Regions from separate parts of the Mus musculus genome. Here all the other regions are linked to region 1. Evidence: chromatin contacts called from public Hi-C and HiChIP or PLAC-seq data. All regions are on one chromosome and are shown on one strand. The core of a region is the stretch at or near the end of the contact, and the rest is flanking DNA. Distances in the headings are between cores, read along the strand shown. Region 1 holds the start of Prpf38b (PRP38 pre-mRNA processing factor 38 (yeast) domain containing B). Region 2 holds the start of Ampd2 (adenosine monophosphate deaminase 2). Region 3 holds the start of Psrc1 (proline/serine-rich coiled-coil 1).

Region 1 (3,547 bases), core at 270-2,769:
TTTTTTCCAGTGATAGGGCTGAAACTCTTGCTTGCTAATGAAGTCTCTACCTTTGAGGAACATCCTCAGCCCCTAATGCTCATATCCATGAATGAGCACAGGAAAACACGTTTCTGTTGGGATTAAACCAACGTTGCCCATGCTAGCTAGGCACCTCGTCTACCATTAAACTACACCAATAGCCTGATTTTTTTTTAAGTCAGATTATTATACCAGTCTAGTCTTGGCCTCTTGATTGTTCTGCCTCAGTCTCTGGAATGTAAATTTCCTTTCAGACGTAGCCATCAAAACCAACCTAGCCTGATTTAAATACACACACACTATAAGGATGTGGGGTAGCCTTTGGTAAGCATTAAGTTCCTAATGTTTCATCCACACATTACAGACATTTTATTGCCACTACTCCCCACGAAGCACAGCTCCCAGCTTCTTGCCAACTGTGCTATTTTCCATCTCTAAGCCTGATTTTGCTTTCTATGCTTAAGCCATTCTTTGCTCAAATCAGGCTTATTAGATGGTAAATAGTAGATGATGGTCAAAGGCTCCAGCAGCCTCTTAACTCTCAAACACTATTAATCTTAAATTATTAGTACCTTTGAGAACAGATACCCTGATTACTTTCCCACCTTTTCTCCATCTCCATTCCTCACTCCCTTTTCTAAGGCCTAGCCCAGTGCAGCGGTACCATAGAACTAGCATCTCACTACATGTGGTAGCTCAGGACCCAAAATCCCAGTATCTCGAAGGCTGTGGCGTAAAGATTGTCTTGTGTTTGAGGCCAGCCTGAGCTACATGCTAGCCTCAGCTATAGTGTGAGACCCTAATTGAAAATTAAAAAAAAAAAAAAAAAAAAAAAAAAGGTGAGTCAATGGAAGCACTCCACGTAGGGTAGCAGATTTTATGTTTTTTGTTATTTTGAGATTGGATGTCTATGGAACTTGGCTTCAGAATCACAGACCCGTCTGCCCCTTCCTCCCCAGCACTGGAAATAAAGCGGGCGCCACCACACCCAGTTGAGAGTACTTTCTTTAAAGCTCACAACCCAGTTAAAATATTATCCTAATCTTAGGAGAAAAAAAATTTGGGGCCGTCTACGACTTCCGGTAGGACACTATTACCTCTGCGAAAGCCTCAAGGACTCTATCGGAGTCAATTCCCTGACTCTAGTCCTTTCTGGAGAATCTAACAAAATTAACTCATGAGACTTCGACCGCTCCGCAGGAGCAGTCACGCATCCGTCCAGAACACAAGTGTCACGAGACCCTCTTCCTGCCTCGAGAAAAATCAAGCAACGGATGCAAACTCTAAAACATAGCAACTGTGTCCAGACCCCCTTCCCCCTGGGCCAAAGTCCCAGGAGGAAGCCACCAGCCCGGCACACAGACCACCGGAGCCGAGCCAACACGCAACGACCTCGCGCAACCAGGAAGAGGAATAGCCTGCACACACGGGCGGCTCTGATTGGCCACGGCCTTAGCTCGAACGCCCGGGCGTATGGCGTCACTTCCGCTGGCCCCGCCATCTTGTTCCCAGGGGCAGTTGGCGGAAGAGATCGAGCTCCTCTGCTGCCCGTTCTGCTTTGCGTCCGGAGTTCTCCCCGCCTCGTTTTTGGCGTCCGTCTCGGGCCCGGGCTCCCGTGTGTCGGCGTCCCAGTTGCAGTTTCCCGCTCGGCTGGGGCACAACGCGGCGGGCTCCTTGCCCCGACGGCCTTCCATGGAGTAGGTCCGGGACCGTTGTCCCGAAGAGCGCGATCGAGCTTGGCCTCCCTCCTCCCGCCCGCCCTCCTTCCTTCCTGCCGCGGCACCATGGCCAACAACAGCCCCGCGCTGACCGGCAACTCGCAACCGCAGCACCAGGCGGCCGCGGCCGTGACCCAGCAGCAGCAGCAATGTGGCGGCGGCGGCGGCGCCACCAAGCCGGCGGTGTCGGGCAAGCAGGGCAATGTGCTGCCGCTGTGGGGCAACGAGAAGACCATGAACCTCAACCCCATGATCCTCACCAACATCCTGTCGTCGCCTTACTTCAAAGTGCAGCTCTACGAGCTCAAGACCTACCACGAGGTGGTGGACGAGATCTACTTTAAGGTACGCATCCTCTAGGCCGCGTGTCGGGGGTAAGTTCGCCAGAGCGGGGTGTCGGATACCGTGGATGCACCCCCTTTCCCTCCCTCCTGAGACCCGCGGATTTGGGGGAGGGGGAAAGTTGGCGGAGGGAGAAGTGAAGCTTGGGGCTGGTTTGGGACGGGTCGGGCTAGGGCCGCCCTCTTTTTTTCCTTTTCAGGTTTTGTTTTTTTTGTTTTGTTTTAATAGCCGGGCGAGCCCGCCACAATCGATCTTTAACCTACCCCAACCTCCTGCCTATCCCTAGGGAGCTGTTGGGCAAGAACTCTAGGGGAGAGGAGAAAAGTAATACCAGAAGCCTGTCCAAGTTCACCATTTTTTAAAAAAATGACTCCTTTTTACCTGTGTCGACTAAGCACTAACTCGGTGCTTCTGCCGCTGCCCCCCGGGCCAGCGGAATTACTGAAGTAATTACTTCAATGTCGGCCTCGTGCTCTTCGTTAAGCTCTCCAATCCCGACAGAAATTGGCCAGTGAGTGTGTCGGGTGGGCCGGGAGGGTTGAGGGTGGCGTGGAGTGCCAGGGCAAAAGAGGTGTACAGAAGGCCTGGAAATTTTTCCCAGCAGGAAGTCAGGAGTCGAAGGTGTCAGCCACCTGTGCGTTGGGCATAATTAGAATGCTCTGGGCCCTGGGCTTCTTTCTGCGGCAGGGTCGGTGCTGGCTTGGCTGTGCTGGGGAGCTCACCTGGCGCCTCCTCACTGCACTCTTGTCTCAGTTCTTGTTTCGTTAGCAGGATTGACTCAGTCTTGCAGCGAGGCTCGGAGCAGCCCAGGGTCGCAGGTAGAGGTATGCACTATTAATCATGCTCAATCGCCAATAAATGCATTTCCCTGGTTAAATGAATGGCTAATTAGGTTTATTTTTACCGGTTTGGTGTTGGGCCATTGATTTTGGTCTCACTAACTAGAGTCTCCACTTCCCTACAAATTAGGTAGTTTAAAAAATAACCTTCCAGGCCTCCGAGGTTAATTTATATTTTAATGAGTATTAATAGTCTTCATGTCTTCAAGCATTTTCGCTAGAGCATGTAAAGTAAAACACATCCAATTTTTCTTGTCTTGACATACACGTGGAGATGTTAACGAAAAGAGATTCTGTATATTTTACCTACTTTTCTCCCAGCCACTTGTTCAGGTTAATGAGAGATTTTTGAGGTACTAATTGCTTTTTATAGACAAACCTTTTAACTTTGTATATATAAAATATACACGTACTCTTGGTGTTCTTTTACAAAAGCTATTAAGTAGGTGTAACTAATACTATGAAGTAGTTTTTTTAAACTAGCTTTTAAAAGGTAAGGCCTTTTCAGTGTGGATGCAGCATGGTGAGTGATGATTGTGGATGCAGTTAACTTTGAAAATTTGGGTCCCTGTACCTTTGTGACAGGTTGTTTTAAAATAGAGACTAATATTTCAACTTAATTTCAAA
Region 2 (3,547 bases), core at 775-3,274, 830 kb after region 1:
TCACTCTCGGAAGCCAACAGTCTTACAATGTCTAAGGGCTGTATTCAGAATAGCCCACTTGCTGAGTCTGAGGGAGACTGCAGGTGATTGGAGAGCTCTGCTGGATTCTTGTTGATTTCTACGGTAACTTTCTGCCTGTTTCTCCTCTGTGTACTTCATATACATCACATGATTAGGACCATCCTGTCTGTGTAGTTCTTCGACTCCATTCTTGCATCTAACTTTATGTTGTAAAGATTTTCATACAATTAAAGAAATTCTCCAAGAACGGTGTTAATGGTTATATTTCATTGTGTTCATTTAACATTCCCCTGTTGCTAGGCCTTTATGTTTCCAAATTTTCTGTGGTAAACACTGCAATATTGAACAACTTTGTGGATATTTTTCTGACAACCCTCTAATTAAGAACAGATTTGTGATTCGTACACCCTGAGAAAATCCCTATGAGGTTTTCTGGGCCCTCCTACCTTCCTGAGCTAATTCAGAAAGATAGAACTTTTTTTTTTTCTTTCTCTTTCTTCCAACGTGTGTTTCCCTTCCCTTCTCTTCTTCCAGGAAGCTGAGAGTTACAACTTGTACACCCTGGGGCTTTTCCTTTAAACTCTAATAAAATTATTTTTGAGTTAAAAAAAAAAAAAGACTTGTTAGAAGTGGATTACTGAGTCAAAACAGTGCAACTTATAGCGATACTTGATTTTATTTTGCCAAACGGTTCTTAGATTATATTAGTATTTACAGCCACATAATGCGTGCCCCAGCTCAGTACACCATCACCTGTATCCGATGCTTTTAGTGGTTCCTGTTTTGATATTTAAACGTAACGGTGTAAGAATAAGGTTCTCCTTGTTCTATTTTAGTCTGATTCTCTGTGAGCTGGATTCCCATAACCCACTGGTCTCCCAAGTTTATGGAGGCCACCTGTAGGGTTTTTTAAAAATTTGTATTTTCATCGTTTTTCTGCAATTCTGGGGTTTGCTTTCGCATGTAAGGCAGAGGGATACTGCCCCTGAGCTGACACCCCCAGCCTAAGGCAATAGTTTTTAAAGTTTGTTTTAGTATAGCGGATAGGAGACTCCCTAGAGGCCACATCAGATGCAGATAGAGATGGGGGATCAGGACTCAGAGTTCCAGTTGGGGAGAGGAGGGACTGAAAGCAGCTGGAGAGACTTCAGAGCAGCTGGGTGAGGGGGCAAAGACTCCCCCAGGGGAGAGGCGAGGGAAGGGACCAACTGCTGCTGATAAAGGGGAGGACTTTCCTTTTCAGGGTTCCTGTAGGTACAGGCTGCCCCTGGGAGGCAGGAATCCTTGTTTGAGAGGGTGTCTGTGGCCCTATTCAAACAGCCCAATTTCTCATAACCCACAAGGAGAAATCAGTGAGCTGGCCATAGTGATCCCAGGCCAAAGAAATCTTCCAGGAACACTGATTGGGAAGTAACTTACAGGCCAGGCACAAGTCTAAGCACTTATAATTATCTCCTTTATCTTCATCAGAGCGGGTGTAAGAGCCAAAGTTAACCAGTAAAACCCAGAGAGAAGTTCACCATCAGTCAGAAAGTAGGTGGAGATGTCTGAATTTGAACCTAGGCATTCTGGCTAGTCTAACGTCAACATAGAAATTAATGTGGGATGGTGAACCGGCTTTGAAGGGCACATCCTGCCTACCAATGACTGATAGAAGGAAATAGATTCAGGTGGGAATGCGGAGAATTCAAGGGCAGGGCTTCTGCTTGAAATGGATTCTGGGACCCTAATAATAGCTACCTGACTTTGTGCCAGACATTGTGCAAAGGGGATTTACCTTCAGTCCTCAGTAACTCCTTTCTTTGGATGGGGTGTTTCCATTGCCTCATCCCATCTTACTGATGAGGAAACTGACGCACAGAAATCGCCCAAGACCAAAGGGCCAAGCCAAGGCCAACCCTGGTCCGGAGGCTGCCCACGTGGCGTAAGGGAACTGGGAAAATGGTTGGGGCGTGGCCAGGAGGCCAAGAGGCGTGGCCGAACGGGGCGTGGCCGCGGACTTGGCGGGGCCTGGGGTACGCGAGATTGGCGCGCAGCCCGGAAGGTTTCGGCGGGGTCGCACCTGTTGCGTGACTCCCCCGTAGCCCGGCCACAGGAGCCGGATCCCTAATTGATTCCCAGAAAGTGGTGAAAGAACCCTAGGCGAATTCCGGGTCCGGTTTTCTGGGGAGCACGTGGCCTGTTTCCTCTTGAGTGCAGGCTTGGGGTCGCGACTCCGGGGTCTCCTGAGGTCAGTCTGGCCGCTGAAGTCGGCGGGAGTCCGCCCCCCGGCCAGCTGGCCATTTTGAAAACCTTGCCTTCCTTCCCGCTTCTCAGTGCGGGTGCAGGGGCCAGTGGCGCGACTTCGCCCCGGTGGGGGCCCTCTCCCCTCTTCAGCCCGGCTCCCTCGCTGTGCAGACTTTCGTAGGCTGCCTTCCTGGTCCACGCGGGACTTGGGCAGCATGGCCTCAGGTAAGTGTGTGGCGCGTGTGTGGTTGATAAAGGGACTCCAAGGCAGAGGTGCCTGGGTCGGGTGATAAGTGGGTGGGGGGTCTTGGCAATGCCTGCAAGACCTAGGGGACGTGAACGGCTCCTAGAAGGGTCCAAGGAAGCAGATCTTGAGTGTACAGGCAGAGCGACAGGTCAGAGTAGGCTGGGGTCTTTCCCATCGACCTCAGACAAGACCCAGCCTCCTACTCTTCCTGTCTTCCTAGGAGACAGCTTCTGCCGGTCAGTGGAATTTTCCCAAGACAGGCCCCTCCCTCCTGGGCTCGAATTCTCAGTTCTGCCTCCTCCCGGAGCTGGGCTGTCCCTAGAGCAGGGGTCAGATGGAGAAGAAAAGAGGGGGGCTCTGCCCCAGAGGCTCTGGGTTTTCATGAGTACCGTTGTTCCTTCCCTGGAGGAAATGGGTTTTGAGGTTGGAGCTCAGGCGGTATTCTTGCCTATTATTTTTCTCTCTGGCTGGCTGGACCAGCCTAGCCTGGACTTTGGCTTCTTTGCCTTGGAGCCTTGGCAAGGGATGAGGGTTCCCGAGGTGGGGTGAGGGTAGTAAAGAGCTTAGAGCTGGTGCTGCTCCATCTGTTTTCTCTGCATCCCGACCCCGGCCCTAGCCACCATCAGACAGGGCACTCTAAAGACTGGAGTGGGAAGAGAGGGATAAGGGGCAGGATGGAGGCCCCACTCCCCGAGGTTGCCTAGACAACATCAGAAATCGTGGCCAGAGCCTCTTCCGCCTGCGGGGCGCTGCTTCCTGCATCAGTCACTCCCGCTGGGGGCGGGGCGGAGGAAGGGGTTGGATGTGGGAGAGCTTGGCCCCAGCCGGTGAGGTTCCTCCGCTGTCGCCTTGGCCCCAGCCATGGCATCCTATCCTGGCCCAGGCAAGTCCAAGGCCAAATATCCCTTTAAGAAGCGGGCCGGCCTGCAAGCTTCCGCTGCCGCTCCAGGTGAGAGTTCTTGGTTTCAGGCATGGGTTCCCCTCCTCTTGTCCAGGCCACTGAGTGCCTCCGATAAGGTCCCCTTCTGCAGCACCCTCTCTGCAATGATGCCT
Region 3 (3,547 bases), core at 428-2,927, 530 kb after region 1:
GATAATTAACTGTGTTCCTCTGCCCTGTATGGGAATGACACTACGCCTTCAGTGTCTCCTGCACCTTGTCTAGGTGTACGCACGCATGTCCACTCTCCACACTCACCTTCTTTATGCTGGAGGGCTTCTTTCCGGATGCCACCCGGACAGCCCTGGCTGACCCCTTTTTATCACTGCTCCGGAGCCCAGCTAGGCTGCTTGGAGGTGGGGTGCTCCAAGAACTCACGGTGGGCAGCAGATCTCGGACAGGGCTATCCTTCAGGACGAAGGTCTCCCGCCGAGGACTGGGTTTCCCTCTGGGGCTGGGCCTTCCAGGGCCTGTACCAGCCCTCTCCCGATCTTTCAGGGCACACTCCTCCAGCTGAGCCGCCAGGCGGTTGGCTTCATCAAGAATCTCTTCCAGCTTCTCTGGGCTGAGCGGGCCCAAGCTAAACCGCACACCCTGGAGGGCGGGAGCTACTTCATTTGGGTTACTCCGATGGGCGAGGCCCCGTCGAAGTGGTTTCTCTGGACTCACTAATACTGTTATGTCTTCTTCCTCATGACTGAAAAACAAATATGGCACCATGCTGGACAACAGCTAGCAGAAGGCATTCCTGTCGGCGAGTCGGGGACAATCCCCAACCCTGACTCCATTTTGGCCATGAGAACTGCTTTTAGGTGAGGAAAACTTAGTTCTACTCCCATTTTCTGAGACAATGTCTCAACTCTATAGCACAGAATGATCTCAAATTCAAAATCCCTCCTGCCTTCTCTCTCTCTCTCTCTGTCTCTCTTTCCCTCTCTCCCTCCCCCTCTCTGCACTCTAGTCTATCCTAGGAGTGTGGGGGTGGTTTGCAGGGCATGCCTCAACATGCCCAGGGACATTCATCTTTCATTTACATTTACCCCTAAATTTCCCTACAGCTTCTCTGTTCTCACCAGCATGTGTTCTAGAGGCCCAATTCTACCAGACTACTGCCATCAGAGGGTACCATACTCTGCTAGATTACCAACCACGGTTCTAGAGGCCCATAAGTTAGCAGTAAAGGGTTACAGATGTATTGCCGGAGGAAAATAATAAATGGATAAATAGGCTGGTACCTGTCAGATGGAGACAGCCCTCCGAAGTCCAAGGTCTCGTCCACAATGAACTTGATATCTGAAGGGATGAGAAGAATAAATGCCAGCTATCAGTTCTTGACAGACAGACTCTCAGGGGCCCGTTCCTCCCTCCATGGCTTCCTTACCCTCTTTCAGATCCTCCATGCTCAGCCAGCATAAGCGAGTCGGCTTAGACCTGAAAGAAAACATGCCTACCTCAGGTGTCTATCATCCTGCCTTAGGGCCCCATCAAGACTCGGAGTGCATTAGCTGGGGTGAAGAGGCATGGTGGTGGTAAAGCAGGATCAGCACGTGTCCCTGAAACTAGTCCGTTATATTAGGGAAAGGTGCAGAAAGCTCGACACCTGATGTGCAATCCGCCAACTTGCGCCCTGGCCTCTCCTCAGTCGGTCAGTCTTCACCTCCATCCTTACTATTATCCGAAATTTCGCTCCCCCCCTACCCCACCCATTTTCCACTCCGCGGCACCACATCCCCGCCACACCTCCAGCGCACACTCGGTTTCCACTCCCCACCTCGCTTCACAGTCTACGCAGGAAGCTTTTCTTCTACAATCTCCCAGTTCCCGGGAAAGGGCTCCCGAGGGGCGGAGCTTCGTTCGAATTTCTTAGGCTCCACCCAGTCCCGCCACAAACGCACAGCGATTGGTGAGTCCAAGGGGGCAGGGCTGAGTCGGGAGCAGTCGGGATGTCAGCCGGAGAAGATTGTCCCTTGGACCAAAGGGCACTTCCCAAAAAGGGTAGGGGGCTACAGCGGAACGGCGGGAGGAGCCGTGAGTGCGCGGTGGCGTGTACCGGAGCGCCTCCTTCTAACCGCGAGTCAGACAAGGGGAGAACTGTCGAACCAATGTAGGCTTGGAGCCCCGCCTCTTCCCCCACCTCCTGGATTCCAGCATCTGAGACTGGGTTTCCTTGCTGGGTTTCTCGCGTACTTGCAGAGACCACCAAATAGACCATCTCTCCAGCACTGGAGCCACAAGATTTCTTCATTTAGCATAAGGCCACTTCTCTGAGATATCTGGCATTTTTTTCTTCCTGCTTCAACCCCAACCCCCAAACGATGAGTATGAGCAGCTATTTAAGAGTTTAAATAAATAACAAAGAAGTCATTCTTCCAGGCAAACAGTAAGTAGTAATAATAATAAAAGATGTCAGAGCTGTGCTCCCTAAGTGCAAAAGGATTACCTATTGCTAAAGATCTTGTTCGTGTGAAGAATTTATTTCTTCGCCAGGATGCTGGAGATGTGTGCACTTTAATGGTGGGCCTGTAAAAGTTCAGCAAATAGCATGGTCTGGCGCATCCTTAGAGCACAGTCACTACCACCTTCTACCCTAGGCTTGCTTCAGGTTGGAAAGAAGCCTTTGCTGTTGTGAATGTTGTTGACTGGCTATGACCAGACCACTCCTCTCCATTCACTGATACACACACACACACACACACACACACCATCTGTTTCTTTTCCCTTTGTTTTTTGCTATTTTCTGAGACAGAGACTAGTGTAGCTCATGCTGGCCTTTGAATTCACCATATAGCCAAGGATGACCTTGAAGTCCCGACCCTCCTGCCCCTACCTCCCAAGTGCTGGGACTAAAGGCCTGTGCCACTCTACTCTAGGACCATCCTCTGAGACATCTGCAAACATCTGCAAGCATCTTCAGGAGTTCTGTTGCGCCTGCTTCGGAAAGACCATCACAGCTGGGCCTGTGGACGGTTTACCTTCCGTCATAGAAGGAGGAGGTGGGACAGAAGGTCACGGGACCTTCACCTGAGTATGCAGCCGTCCCTCTCAACCAGCTGTATGCAATTCTGTCCTAACTGCAGATGGTTTGGGGGAAGGGGCTAGAGGATAGAAGTGGGAAGAGGCAAGGGGAAGTCTCCTTAGGGAAGTCACCAGAGCTGCTTCAAGGTCATCCGTGCCTACACCCCTAACCCACTGCTCTGTAAGTAAGCTTATCTTATCGAGTTCATTGGTTCCTCTGCATAAACTCTGGGTGGGGGATTCCTCCTGTTGTTTGACTTTGGGGAGGTAAGAGAAGGTGTAGACAAGGTGGTTTATGTCTCTCCCAGGGAAGACATTTTAGCAGCAGCCACCAAACCTGGCTTTATCTAACAATTTCAAACCGGTGTTCCCTAAGGACAATAGATTGGCTAATTGTCTTCTCAGTTTTCCCAAGGCTGGCTTGGAAGTAGTAAGGCTTTAGTTGGGTAAGGAGCTAATTTACGACATATGGTAGCTATCATCACGTGGAAGCTGTACTCTCCCAGAACTTCAGTGAGAAAGAGGCAGAGTAGTTTCAGCGTCAAAGTGAAAGTAGATCTCTTTGGTTTGAAGAAAAAAAGCCTTTGGATTTTCCTGAGCCAATCAACATCCCTTTTCTTCTCAAAGGAAAAAAAAAGTGGCCTGATATTCGCCCCCCCCCCCCAAATCCTGAAATATTTTCTC

What was found. A called contact is a pair of places that touch in the nucleus more often than the background predicts. HiChIP or PLAC-seq counts read pairs in DNA pulled down with a chosen protein or histone mark.
Region 2: an H3K4me3 HiChIP or PLAC-seq map of bone marrow-derived macrophages shows a contact between it and region 1, with 7 times the contacts expected there. The contact joins the promoter of Ampd2 here to the promoter of Prpf38b in region 1. A contact is called at or near these places in 3 of 115 datasets of contacts at active chromatin or transcription factors (bone marrow-derived macrophages, memory CD8 T cells and microglia).
Region 3: a Hi-C map of pre-B cells shows a contact between it and region 1, with 4 times the contacts expected there. The contact joins the promoter of Psrc1 here to the promoter of Prpf38b in region 1. A contact is called at or near these places in 2 of 39 promoter capture datasets (neural stem cells and pre-B cells), 3 of 484 Hi-C or Micro-C datasets (CD4 T cells, embryonic stem cells and pre-B cells) and 1 of 115 datasets of contacts at active chromatin or transcription factors (memory CD8 T cells).

The regions. Positions count from the first base shown.
Region 1 is chr3:108,909,701-108,913,247 of GRCm38.p6, reverse strand. It overlaps Prpf38b (PRP38 pre-mRNA processing factor 38 (yeast) domain containing B), which reads left to right and starts at 1,519. Exons shown (of 6, transcript NM_025845.3): 1 at 1,519-2,084. The coding sequence starts at 1,806.
Region 2 is chr3:108,085,143-108,088,689 of GRCm38.p6, reverse strand. It overlaps Ampd2 (adenosine monophosphate deaminase 2), which reads left to right and starts at 2,024. Exons shown (of 18, transcript NM_028779.5): 1 at 2,024-2,472. The coding sequence starts at 2,463. Gm12500 (predicted gene 12500) reads right to left here and starts at 2,714. Exons shown (of 1, transcript NM_001358018.1): 1 at 679-2,714. The coding sequence starts at 2,464. The coding sequence ends at 1,847. It also overlaps a transcript of Gnat2 not described here.
Region 3 is chr3:108,381,968-108,385,514 of GRCm38.p6, reverse strand. Psrc1 (proline/serine-rich coiled-coil 1) reads right to left here and starts at 1,677. Exons shown (of 8, transcript NM_019976.3): 1 at 1,589-1,677; 2 at 1,230-1,279; 3 at 1,084-1,141; 4 at 107-545. The coding sequence starts at 1,248. Gm12522 (predicted gene 12522) reads left to right here and starts at 1,774. Exons shown (of 3, transcript NR_040560.1): 1 at 1,774-2,228; 2 at 2,719-3,044.